Linked DNA regions of Mus musculus: all the other regions are linked to region 1. The links are chromatin contacts, called in public Hi-C maps. All regions are on one chromosome and are shown on one strand. Each heading gives the region's core, a stretch centred on a gene start, on an enhancer-like site or on the middle of the called end of the contact. The rest is flanking DNA. Distances are from core to core; before and after follow the strand shown.

Evidence for each region. Hi-C and Micro-C count contacts between places; a contact is called where the count stands out from the background.
Region 2: a contact with region 1 is called in a Hi-C map of cortical neurons, with 3 times the contacts expected there. The contact joins two enhancer-like sites. A contact is called at or near these places in 4 of 484 Hi-C or Micro-C datasets (cardiomyocytes, cerebral cortex, cortical neurons and 1 more) and 1 of 115 datasets of contacts at active chromatin or transcription factors (cardiomyocytes).
Region 3: a Hi-C map of cortical neurons shows a contact between it and region 1, with 2.8 times the contacts expected there. The contact joins two enhancer-like sites. A contact is called at or near these places in 2 of 484 Hi-C or Micro-C datasets (cortical neurons and nephron progenitors), 1 of 115 datasets of contacts at active chromatin or transcription factors (embryonic basal ganglia) and 1 of 9 other capture datasets (embryonic stem cells).
Region 4: a contact with region 1 is called in a Hi-C map of cortical neurons, with 5 times the contacts expected there. The contact joins two enhancer-like sites. A contact is called at or near these places in 6 of 484 Hi-C or Micro-C datasets (cerebral cortex, cortical neurons, differentiating embryonic stem cells and 1 more).

The regions. Positions count from the first base shown.
Region 1 is chr8:127,189,217-127,191,916 of GRCm38.p6, forward strand. The region is part of intron 2 of Pard3 (par-3 family cell polarity regulator); the gene reads left to right. Among named protein-coding and RNA genes, the nearest start is that of Pard3, 130 kb to the left of the region's middle. Within about 2 kb of position 1,340, at least 8 of the 459 cell types and tissues checked have an H3K27ac peak or open chromatin away from gene starts, as enhancers often do. A contact at or near this core is called in cortical neurons, where this site is marked.
Region 2 is chr8:127,914,291-127,917,026 of GRCm38.p6, forward strand. No RefSeq gene overlaps it. Among named protein-coding and RNA genes, the nearest start is that of Gm32590, 110 kb to the left of the region's middle. Within about 2 kb of position 1,416, at least 20 of the 459 cell types and tissues checked have an H3K27ac peak or open chromatin away from gene starts, as enhancers often do. A contact at or near this core is called in cortical neurons, where this site is marked.
Region 3 is chr8:127,773,499-127,776,198 of GRCm38.p6, forward strand. No RefSeq gene overlaps it. Among named protein-coding and RNA genes, the nearest start is that of Gm32590, 31 kb to the right of the region's middle. Within about 2 kb of position 1,318, at least 26 of the 459 cell types and tissues checked have an H3K27ac peak or open chromatin away from gene starts, as enhancers often do. A contact at or near this core is called in cortical neurons, where this site is marked.
Region 4 is chr8:128,024,407-128,027,171 of GRCm38.p6, forward strand. No RefSeq gene overlaps it. Among named protein-coding and RNA genes, the nearest start is that of Gm32590, 220 kb to the left of the region's middle. Within about 2 kb of position 1,400, at least 128 of the 459 cell types and tissues checked have an H3K27ac peak or open chromatin away from gene starts, as enhancers often do. A contact at or near this core is called in cortical neurons, where this site is marked.

The DNA.
Region 1 (2,700 bases), core at 90-2,589:
TAGTCTTAACGAAAGTGTCTTTACGATTTTCGCATATAATTTGGGGTGTCTTGCTTGAGCACAAGATGCACTCAGCCTCTCTTTATAATCAGGAAACTGTTTTATGTTTATTAAATATATCACATTCCCTTCTTTTTCTTTTAATTAAAAACAGTGCTGTATTAAACGTATCTCACAATTCCCTAACTAGCAAGGGAAATGGTGCGTTATATAGAGTGACAGATGTTGTCAAATTGTCCTTTATAGGAATGCCATTTTCCTGATCTTTTTTTCTTTGAGGCATGGTTTGTCTATACATCCAAGACTGGCCTTGAACTAGCCATCCCACTGCCTCAGTCACCCGAATGGTAGATTTACAGGCGTGAACCACCATGTCTGGCCTCAGATACCCCTTTAAAGGTCCATATTATGTTAACTTCTATCTTCCCAGAGCACAGAGGCCTTGTAGAAGATCTTTTGAGGATCCTTGTGTTCAGCCTGTGTAGCACTTTGCCTGTAGTCTCTGCATCTTGAAATGAACAGGTTTGCTCAGTTCCCTGGGATCCTCAACACCTGCTGGCACCTGCTTGCTTGTGTGTGATTTCTATACAAGAGGATTGTTAGAATGTACGTCTGCTCCTTAAAGAGAATTGTGAGAGTGTTTGTGGAGGGAATATCACAGCCTGTTGTCTTTTGTTTATATATGTGGTATGTGATGCCCATTGGAGGCAAACCATGTGCTTGATGCATTATTATTTATGTCCTTAAAATCCCCCATAGCAGCGCTCCTTTTTTGAGTGGTCAGGGTGAGGGAAGCTTGAATGTGGTTTTCACTGCCTCAGGTGTGGTCCCTTTTCTACTCTATTAGGAACAAGGTTTCTAGTGTGTGTGTTTTCTGTGTTTTGTTAAAGGAGTGGCACTCATAACACACACCCATTCCGGAGGCATGCTTCTGGCAGAATCTTCATCTATCTTCAGGCCTGGCCATTTTTAGTTCCAAAGATAAGAATTCCAGAGCAGAGAGAATCTGAGATATTATGCTAATGGTGTTCCGATCCTAGGTGTGGTTATAAACAGTCTTCAAAATGACTCAAGTCATGCATCTTTCCTGCTGCTCAGAACTGTGAAAGAAACCTTTATAAAGCATGTATATGGTAACAAGGGAAAGGATGTCTTTGGATGGTTCATAACTGATTTCTGAATCAAAGATAAACATCCTTAGAGCTCAGCTTCACACATGATTTTGTGGCTGTTGCCCGGAGGGAAGTGGCTGGGCAGTTTTGTGGTTTACCTGGAGATGGAAGTCCTTTGTTTTGCTGTTGGGGCATTTCCTTCATGATCCAGAAGAGGTCGCTGTATGCCTGTAGTTGAAGGCTATTGCTGGATGATAAGTGACCCACGTCTGCATACTTTCGGGACGGAGCTGGTCTGTTTTGTGAAGATAGATTTTATTTTAAGATGTTGTCATAGAGGTTTCTGTAAGTGTTCAAACAGCATTGTGAGGCGTCTTTGGAGAACCCAGGTTCCCGCTGCCTGCCTGTTCTGACTAGAAGAGACTGCTTCGAAAGCCCCTTGATACCTACCCTACTTGGTTCCTCCCCTACAGACTTGATTTGACTTTTACGAAGGAAATCTTGCCAGTGTGAACCTATGGGTTAATTTTGATTTTTGATGTGTAACCTCCAAAAGCAACTCAGGCTTGTTAAGTTTTATTTATTTCAGAAAATTTAGATATTTCTTTACGTGCTCTGAATCCTGGAGAAATGGCTGCTGTACCACCTCCTCTTTTTGCAGACAGGCTCTCGCTGTTTTTCCCACTTTGGCCTGAGATGTGCTGTGTTGGAGCCCAGGCTGGCCTTGAACTCGTGATCTTCCTACTCAGCCTCTCAAGGTGGGAGTTTGTGCCACTGTTGTGTGAATATGGCTGCATCTTAGAGCACACATCCTAGCTAGAGGGTCCACTCTCTCCCTGCCCACCCTCCACTGTGTCTTAGGAAGCATCACTCTGTCCTCATCACCTTAACAAATGTTACGTTCTGTAGACCTGCCCTTGCTAGTGTTCTCTTTTCTTAAAGCTGCAATTAATTTGTGTATATGTTTATACACGTGTGTGCTTGCTGATTTTACTCTGGATTTTTCTTACGTGGAGGTTTTGAAAGTGAGTAGACAGGTCTGTAGTGACATGCCAGCAGAGTTGTTTTATACCAATCGAATAACAGGGTACTACTAAATCTTTAGAGGTGATCTCTTCATCATTTCCCCCCATTCTGTTTAGCCTTTTCTCCTGGTCCTCCCCCCTTTCTGCTCTGCTTTGAGTTACCACTAGAGGGCAGCGCAACAACACATCATTCTGTGAGAGCCTCCTTGTTTCTCAGTTGGCAGGTGTGAGGGACACTTTTGAGAACAAAGCACATTATTACTGAACACCTAAAACCCAGTGGCAAAGCAGCACAGTGAATTCAAACACACGATATGGAAAATTCCCAGCATTCCCGTGGCAGGGCTCTGGGGTAAGGCTTCACACACAGGGCCACTTGCAATCAAGAATGACACTTGTGGGTGGAACGAGCCTTAATGCTAGTGGGTACTGTCATTGTACAACTTCAAAATGCGTGTCAGGCCTTTGATAGTGATGGTTTTTTTTTTTTTTTTTTACTTCGTTTTAAAATCCACCCTTTGACTTGTTTCAAGATGTCAAGATAGGAAGAGTTAGCCAAGAAA
Region 2 (2,736 bases), core at 166-2,665, 730 kb after region 1:
TATGTTTCTATCTTTGTGTCTGGCAAGATTTTCTAAGCTCTTAAAATTACTTGCCATTTAGGTAGGCAGGAATCCAGGGAGCGAGGCTTGAAATAAACATGACTACTGGCTTCGTGCTTCCAGTAGCCTGCTGAGGAAATGACCCCTTTTCTTCCTGCTCTTCTCCTTTTGCCTTTGCTTCACTGCCTGTGGTCTTAGCCCTTGTCATTTATTCAGCAATCTGTATAAATTTAACATCAAATGATTAATGACTTCCTTGCCATATTCCAGGAGAAAACTGAGATAAGATTTCTCTGATATCAATAGCATATTTAAAAGTCTAATTTAGGGTGATATGAGTAGCTTTGTGTTCCTTTTGATTTTGTCTTTCCACATCACCTTAAGAGAACTTTTAGCTACTTTCTTCTCTAAGAAGGAGATGGTGGTGATGGGCGAGTAGGAACAGCAAGATGTCCAAAGTGCCCTTCTTTGCCCTGGCCAGACAAGGATATCAACATAACTGACCATGCCAGCAGTGAGATCCCGAGGGCCTGGTCATCATCACTTCTCACACTGGAGGAATTTTATCTGTCCTGCTTCCTGATAGAGAAAGTGAATCCTAAACCCAGTGTTTTTTAAGGTTATGAAAAGACATACTTTAGTTCCCACAAGTAATTCTCTCCTGATACAACAAAACCTACATATTAATAAAGTAAAACCTGGTGTGCAAATATTTTCATAAGCAAGATAACAAGAATGATCACATGCTTTTTACCAAAGCTCCCACCACAGTGGACTGTGCTGAGTGGCTGTGAACACGGTGCTCACAGCACCAGAGAAAGCTGATGGTAAGCACTGGCTCAAGAGTTACATGAGCTGAGAAGCAGTATCTGAGAGGCATTCCCAGCCGGTGTGTGCTGGTACCATCTGATCCCAGTAAGAGTCTCTGTTATAAAAAAAATCAAAGACTATGGTGGGGAGATAGCACAGGCAGGAAAGCACTTGCCTTGTCAATGTGCAGACCTGAATTCCACACCCAGAATTTATATTTTTTAAAAAGGAAAAAATTTAAACATGGTTGCATGCGAGTAACCCCAGAGCTTAAGGGATGGGGAGGTAATGGGTCCCTAGGCTCGTCATTTAGCCAGCTTAGCCTACTGACTGTGCACTAGGACAGTGAGAGACCCTGTCTCAATAAACAAGATAAAGAACTGAGGAATGACACCCGTTGTCAGCCTCTGGGTTGTCCCACAGCACCTGTGCATACTTTAGTGCATATGAATGTGCACTAACACACACACACACACACACACACACACACACACACACACACACACACAATGTCAACTAGCAAATGCTGATGGGCTTATACTGCTGGTAGGAATGTAAATTGGTACAGTCACTGTGAAATCATTATGGAGATTCCTCTAAGACTAAAAATAAAACTCCCATATGATCTAGCTATAGCACTCCAGAAAAGAATCTAAGTCACGCTGCACATTCCTGTTTATTGCTGGCACTACTCAGAAGAGCCAAGATGTGAAACCAGAGTAGATATCCATCAACAGACAACAAAAGAGAATGTGGCATGTAAAGAATACAGAGACCCTGTCATCTGCAATGAAATACATGGAACTGGTCTAGGATCAGAATAAACACTGTGGCAGGAGAGAGACAGAGTGGGAGAGGGAGAGGGAGGGAGAGACGTGGGGGAGGCACAGCAGGATTAATGTATGAGAGAAGCTAGCTGGCAGAGGGAAACTGGAAACCCCATATGACCTGGGCTACAATGTAATAAACAGAACCTGGGACAAAGAATGCAGGAGATATGGTTGCTGTGTAAAACCTTTAAAGATCAGTAGCACTGAGCTTTGGAATGGCTGTCTTGTCAGCTCACTAGTCTCCCTCTACCTAGGGGGGTGCTTTTTAAAAAAATTATAAACAAATTTTCTTCATTTCTATTGCTAGCCATGTGTTCCAGGTACATTTTATTATTAGGAAAATACTGCAACCAGGGCATTTCACTAGGGACACCTTAGATTCTGCAGCTATTCCAGCAGGACACACAGAACAAGTATTATGTATTCTCTCCCTATGTGGAAGGGGAAAGGAGAGAGGGAAGGAAGGAAGGAAGGAAGGAAGGAAGGAAGGAAGGAAGGAAGGAAGGACGGAAGGAAGGAAGGAAGAAACATAGATGAATGACAGGTAAAATAGTGATTGACTAGAAATGATTGTGTTTTGAGAGAAGTATAGACAGTGTGATTAGATTTGATCAGAGTCTTGTAATTGTATGAAACAACTACAGTAAATTCAGCTGATATATGTTAATAAAAAAAAAACTAAAGCTGGGCTGGGGGCGTAACTTGGTTGAATGTTTGTCTAGCATGCATGAAGCTTGGAGTTCAACCCCAGTAGGGCATGAACTGGGTGTGGCATTTGTGCCCTCAGCATTCAAGAGGTAGATATATAAGAGGACCAGGAGTTCAAGTCCCCTCTTGTTTATGGACACAAGAGCTCTTGCAAAGAGGCTGTGTCTGTAAAGGTTGATTGACTGACTCAAACTTCAGTAATGTGGAGAAGTTGGAATTTTGCTAGTCTAGATTCAAATGACCTTGAAGCATTTTTAACCCCTTGATAGACGTTTATTGCTCCTTTGTACACACAAACCTTTCTATGGTGACTATTAGGTAAATGAACAGACCTTTAGTTTCTACCCACCAAAGGGCTAAGAGTGCTGCTAGTTAGCATCTTAGAGTA
Region 3 (2,700 bases), core at 68-2,567, 580 kb after region 1:
GGTGTTTATGACATAAGATGCTGAAGCTCAATTTTCAACATCTAAAAGCAAAGCTCACGGCTCTGAAGAGTTCCAGGTGGGAGTTAGAGACAAGGCTCCTGGTCTGGAAGACTTTAATAAACGTGCACTGTCTCTGATCCAAGAGGACTCACCTCCTAGGAATTTCTCAGTGACATAGATATACAAAGAATATTCTGTGTCTAAGAAGTCTATTTCACCTAATGCAGCCCCATAATTTGGGAATGTACATGGAAACATATACCAAGGGATAGTTAACCAAGAGGAGACAGGGCTCAAATTAAGACCCTTGGACTGATTTACATGGATGACGTGGGTCATGCTGGCATTTAAACAATGGTGTGTGTCATGAAATACAAAAAGATGCCTTTGGTCTGGAAAAGTTTTCAAAGACTTTGAATGGCAAGAAAAGGCATCAAGATAACAGTGCACTAGGGGCCTTCTCATGACATGTTTGGAGCCTCCTTGTGTCTGAATGGCAGTGTTCTGCAAAGACCCACGGGGTTGCCCTGCTGGAAGAGAGAGGAGTGATGTTTGCTTGGTTTTACTGCCCTTGAAACTGGGGGCTAAGGCTGATCACCTTGATAATGGAACTGAATAAGAGTCAAAGGAGAAAGAACCCATGGAAAATTTTGTTTTATTTTTCCTTTCAATTTCTTTGCAGAATGAAGAGCTAAAGTGACATTCCCTGGGGAAGTCTGCTGTGGGATACAAGTCAGAGCAAAACAACCCAAAACCAGCATTATAGCCTTTGCTACTGTGGTTTACAATTTTTTGAGCATGGGTCCGTAAACAAAGATGTTTGTATAAGTGCTGGAAATTTTAATTAAATGGCATGAAACCTGCTGCAATGTATCCGGTTCCATTTTCCTGTCTGGTGTTGTCATTAGTAATTAAAATCTATTAAACTCCCATGTGGGATTTGAGTCCTTTCAGGAGAGAAATGAAAATTGTTCTTAGATATGGTGCTTAATTGGAAGATAAAAGTAGTTTTCTTCAGGGAAGGAAAACTATTTGGAATCAAGTGAGAGCCAGGGAGTGGATATTAGTATAAAATTCAGAGAAATAGGGACCAGTGGTTAAAGTCAACTCCTTGAAAATTTCTCCCTCCCCAACCCCACACAAACACACACACACGTGCGCGCACACACACACACACACGCACACGCACACACACACACACACCCATACATATCATTTCTAATTTAAAAGGCAGGGCGGGGCGGGGGGTGGAGAGCGGAGTTTTACTTTGGAATCTTGACAAACCAACAGGAGGCTGGGAACTGGTTTGGAAAATGGAGAGAAAGTTAGTTGTGTTGCTAGGCAACAGATTTCTGAGCTGAGCTCTCCCTTCTGAAGGACTGGTGTGATGCTTCGGTTCTGCAAATACTCACTATTTATTTACTGGATTCCTTGTGAATTAGAATGACTGTTCTCAGAGTGAGACTTAGCCAGAGGGAGAACAATGTAGCCAATTAGAACATGATTAGGAAGCCAAAACTTGGGTGCATAACAAGTATGTGCAGTGTTGAAAAGATGGCCGCCGACTGGCACTTGCATTTTCCAACATTACTCCTTATTAAAACTTCTAATCATAGAAAGTCATAGATTACCAATAAAATGTACTGTTACACAATGAAAATGTCTTACTGAAGACAAACCAGTTTGAGGTTGACAGGAAAAAAAAAAAAAAGGCAAAAGGCCACCCTGGACTAAAGAACTTGATGTATGTGCAAGGTCATGACCTATGTTAAAGGTCATGATGGGTGTGCAAGGGCACACCCGTGTTAAAGGATGAGATGGATGAAGTTGTACCCCCACAGGAGATTGTCCTTCCATGCCATTCCTTCACACACACACAAGGTGGGGGCACTGCCTGTTTTGGGGTGCAAGTTCTAACTCTCCAGTGAGGAGGCAGGAGGGGTAAAATTGAGACTCTAGGTTGTACAGGAGCTGGCTGGCTAAAGTGGTATCCTGTGGCCTTTGGGGTGAAGCCCTCCTGTAGGTCTCTCTCCACACAGAACTACTTCCTCAGTTGTCTTTACAGAGTTGAAGGAAGAGAAGAGATACTTCCAGCACTTGAAAGAAAGCGGGGATTTTGTTAATCCACAGGAGGGAGAGAACCAGCTTTGAGAAAGGAATCTTTGATCAATGGGATGAAGAGGAATCTTCCAGCCCACCCCACATCCCAGCCGCTTTGTAAGAATAAAAGGAAGTGAAATCAGGGCACAGCTGTTGTTATTTAAAAACAAAACCAAAGAGAGAGAAGAAAAGGACAAGGAAAATTGCAAATATCTTCTGGATTGCATAGAGGAAGGAGGAAGAGTGGAATCCCAGTCAGAGTCTGCCTCAGAGCGGGGGACAAAGTCCACGCTGCTATTTGGGGGTGCCTATGGTTTATTCTGGAAGAGACAAGGAGACTGTGTTACACAGCTGTTCTTGTGCCTGTGGGAGATGTGTCTGTCAGATGCGAGGATGGAAACCGGCTTTGTCGCGTGCCTGCTGTGTGCAGGCTCTCCCCTCCATGTTCCTGCTATTAATTCTTCTTAAAGTTTTAATTACAAATGTGAACTCGACACATTATGTCATAGATATGTCTTCATGGATACATGCTCTTGACATCTCTCTCTCTTTTTTAATTTAAAATCTATTTTTAAATTAGCATACAAAGCATTCATTATG
Region 4 (2,765 bases), core at 150-2,649, 840 kb after region 1:
AGGATCTTCTTGTCTCTCTCTAGTGCTGGGATCACAAGCACACACTACCATATCCAGCTTTTTATTCACATTTGGCTGCTATGGATTGAACTCAACTTCTGTCTGCAGAGCAAGCACTTTACTGTCGCCTCAGACCTTCCCTAGTATCTTGGATAAAAGTTCTCAAATAACTAACTCTCCTGGGTTAAAATATTACAGTTTTTAATAACAAAACATTAAAATGATAGGGTTAGTGTCTAAAATGACTATGATGCAGAATGACGAATACCCATAAGCCAGCATGCTTGCTGAGTTAACTAATTCTATCCCCCTACCTCACATTGCAAAGAGCTGACCCTGAAGGTGAGATGCTTGCTCTCCAGGGATCTCAGCTGCCTATAGTTAGGGGAAAGTGGCTAAAAGGAGCAGAAGAAGGGACTAAGGAAAGCTGAGTGCTTACCAGGGAAGACTGGATGGACTGCCCAAGGCAGGGGGGGGGGGCGGGGGGGGGGGCGGCTGGTCCTTCTTCTTGTAGCCAATGTGAGAAACAGAATTATAAGAGACCCAGACTCCCCTGCCCCCACCCTGATATCCTAAGAATAGGCCAAAAGAAAAGGGCATGAAATGGTGTTACTGGGAGAAGTGCCAAGACAAAGAGATATTCAGATTTCTGGGGACAAAGGCCATGTGAAAGGAATTTTCCTTTCAACACACAGACACACACAGAGAGACATAAACACACAGAGATACACACACATACACACACACACACACACACACAGAGAGAGAGAGAGAGAGAGAGAGAGAGAGAGAGAGAGAGAACACTGTGTGGCTGGCAGAATGAAATGAATTAGCTGCACTGCATCAACTTCAAATTAAAATAATTTCAAATGTAGCAAAAGAGAACGTGGCAGCGGGCCACCGTCTTAAACAGAACACATGGACAGGGCCTGGGAATGGAAAGCAGAGCCATTCCAAGTGAACCCAGAACACGGAGCAGGGGCTGGAAGAGCCAGTCCAGGCTGCAAGCAGCTGGGAGCTAAATGTTTCCTCCTGGGCCACAGAGAAGGGAGGGGTGTGGGGACTGGAGAGGAATGGAAGCCAAACCATCCATAGGGCTGGTACAGGGCCAGATGGCCACCAACCAGAGACATTGGTTCTTGTGACTCGGGTCACTGGGCAGGAGGGGCCTGAGATCTTGACATAGGGTAAAAGACCCAGAAGAAGAGCAGACCCTGGGCTGAGAGCTTCTACAGCCTCCAGGGGTCTGCACCCTGGATGCCAAAGCTCCCCGGACAGGAAATGAGTGAGACTCCATTAGATTCCAGAGGAAACCTCAGACTCTGGCAACAATAGCAAGAAAGAAGGCTGGGCACAGCAGTTTGTTTAATGTGGATCTGTAAAGGTCAGGGTTAAATGTTTGTGAAAGTTCTCCAACAGGGTTGCACACATAGACCTTTGGGGACGGAGGGAAGACATTGCCTCATGCACAGCCCAGGCACCCAAAATGACTTATATCTAGAAGACTGTGACCCTTGCTGTACAGAAGGACCTATGGCCGTCCACACTCAGAAGGAAAAAGAGATCTTTGGTATTGTTTTATAATCCAGGGACAATTTTCACAGTGATGCAGAGAAAGACCAAGGGTTTAAGGCCAGAGCTGAGGAGATAAAATGAGTGTTATGAAAGCATGAGAACCTTGTGTCCACATTAAATAAAAATAAAAGGAGCAGGAGGAAGAGGAATAGGAGGCGATGGAAAGGAGGAAGAGGAAGATATAAGGGCAGAGGCCAGCATTATCATAATCCCAGGACTGGGACAGGAGGGTCCTTGGGGCTCCTCTTTGTCTGTGAGGATATTTCCAGAGAGGTCTCACTAAGGAAGGAAAATGTCTGGTCTAGCCAATTGGAAAGCTCTAGGTTTAGATGATGCATAGATAAAGAAATAGATAGATAGATAGATAGATAGATAGATAGATAGATAGATAGATAGATGGTCAAAGAGCTGAAGCAATGTCTCTGCTGTCAAGAGAGCTTGCTGCTCTTGCGGAGAACCTGCTATTACTTGCACTCACATCAGATGGCTCACAACCATCTATAACACCAGTTCCATGGGATCTGATACTCAATACTGGTCTCTAAGGATCCCTATACACATCATGTGTTTCATGTACAGACTTGAAGACACACACACACACATACACATAAGATAAAAATTAAACAATAAAGAGTACTTAAGAACTTTACCTGATGTTGACCTCTGGCCTTTACATATGTGCACACACAGGTACACAGACACATTTACTTGGGTATATACAAACACAGATATACACATACATACATACATACATACATATATACATACACACATGATGCATGCATACATATATACATACACATCAAAATGAGTTTTCAAAAATAAGTTCCAAGTTAGCCTGGGCTACACAGTGACAGCCTATCTCAAAAACTGAATTAAATAAATGAATGAATGAATGGTATAGGATATTAATTTTATTTGGTCAAGGTTACCTTATCTTATTTTGAATTTTAAAAAAATCTACTTCAAAATATATTCACAGTACCTGGCATCTTACTCACATAATCCTGATCTGATAATTTCTCAGTAAATGGCCGCTATTCCATATCACTGTGAGTCCAGCCTGCCCTTCATAGACTTGTGTTCCCTTCTGTGGAACCAATCAAGCTAGGCTAAGAATATTTGAAGAAACAATCGTGTCTGTCCTGAATTATATTCCTTTGCTGATTGCATAAGCAATACAGCAGTAT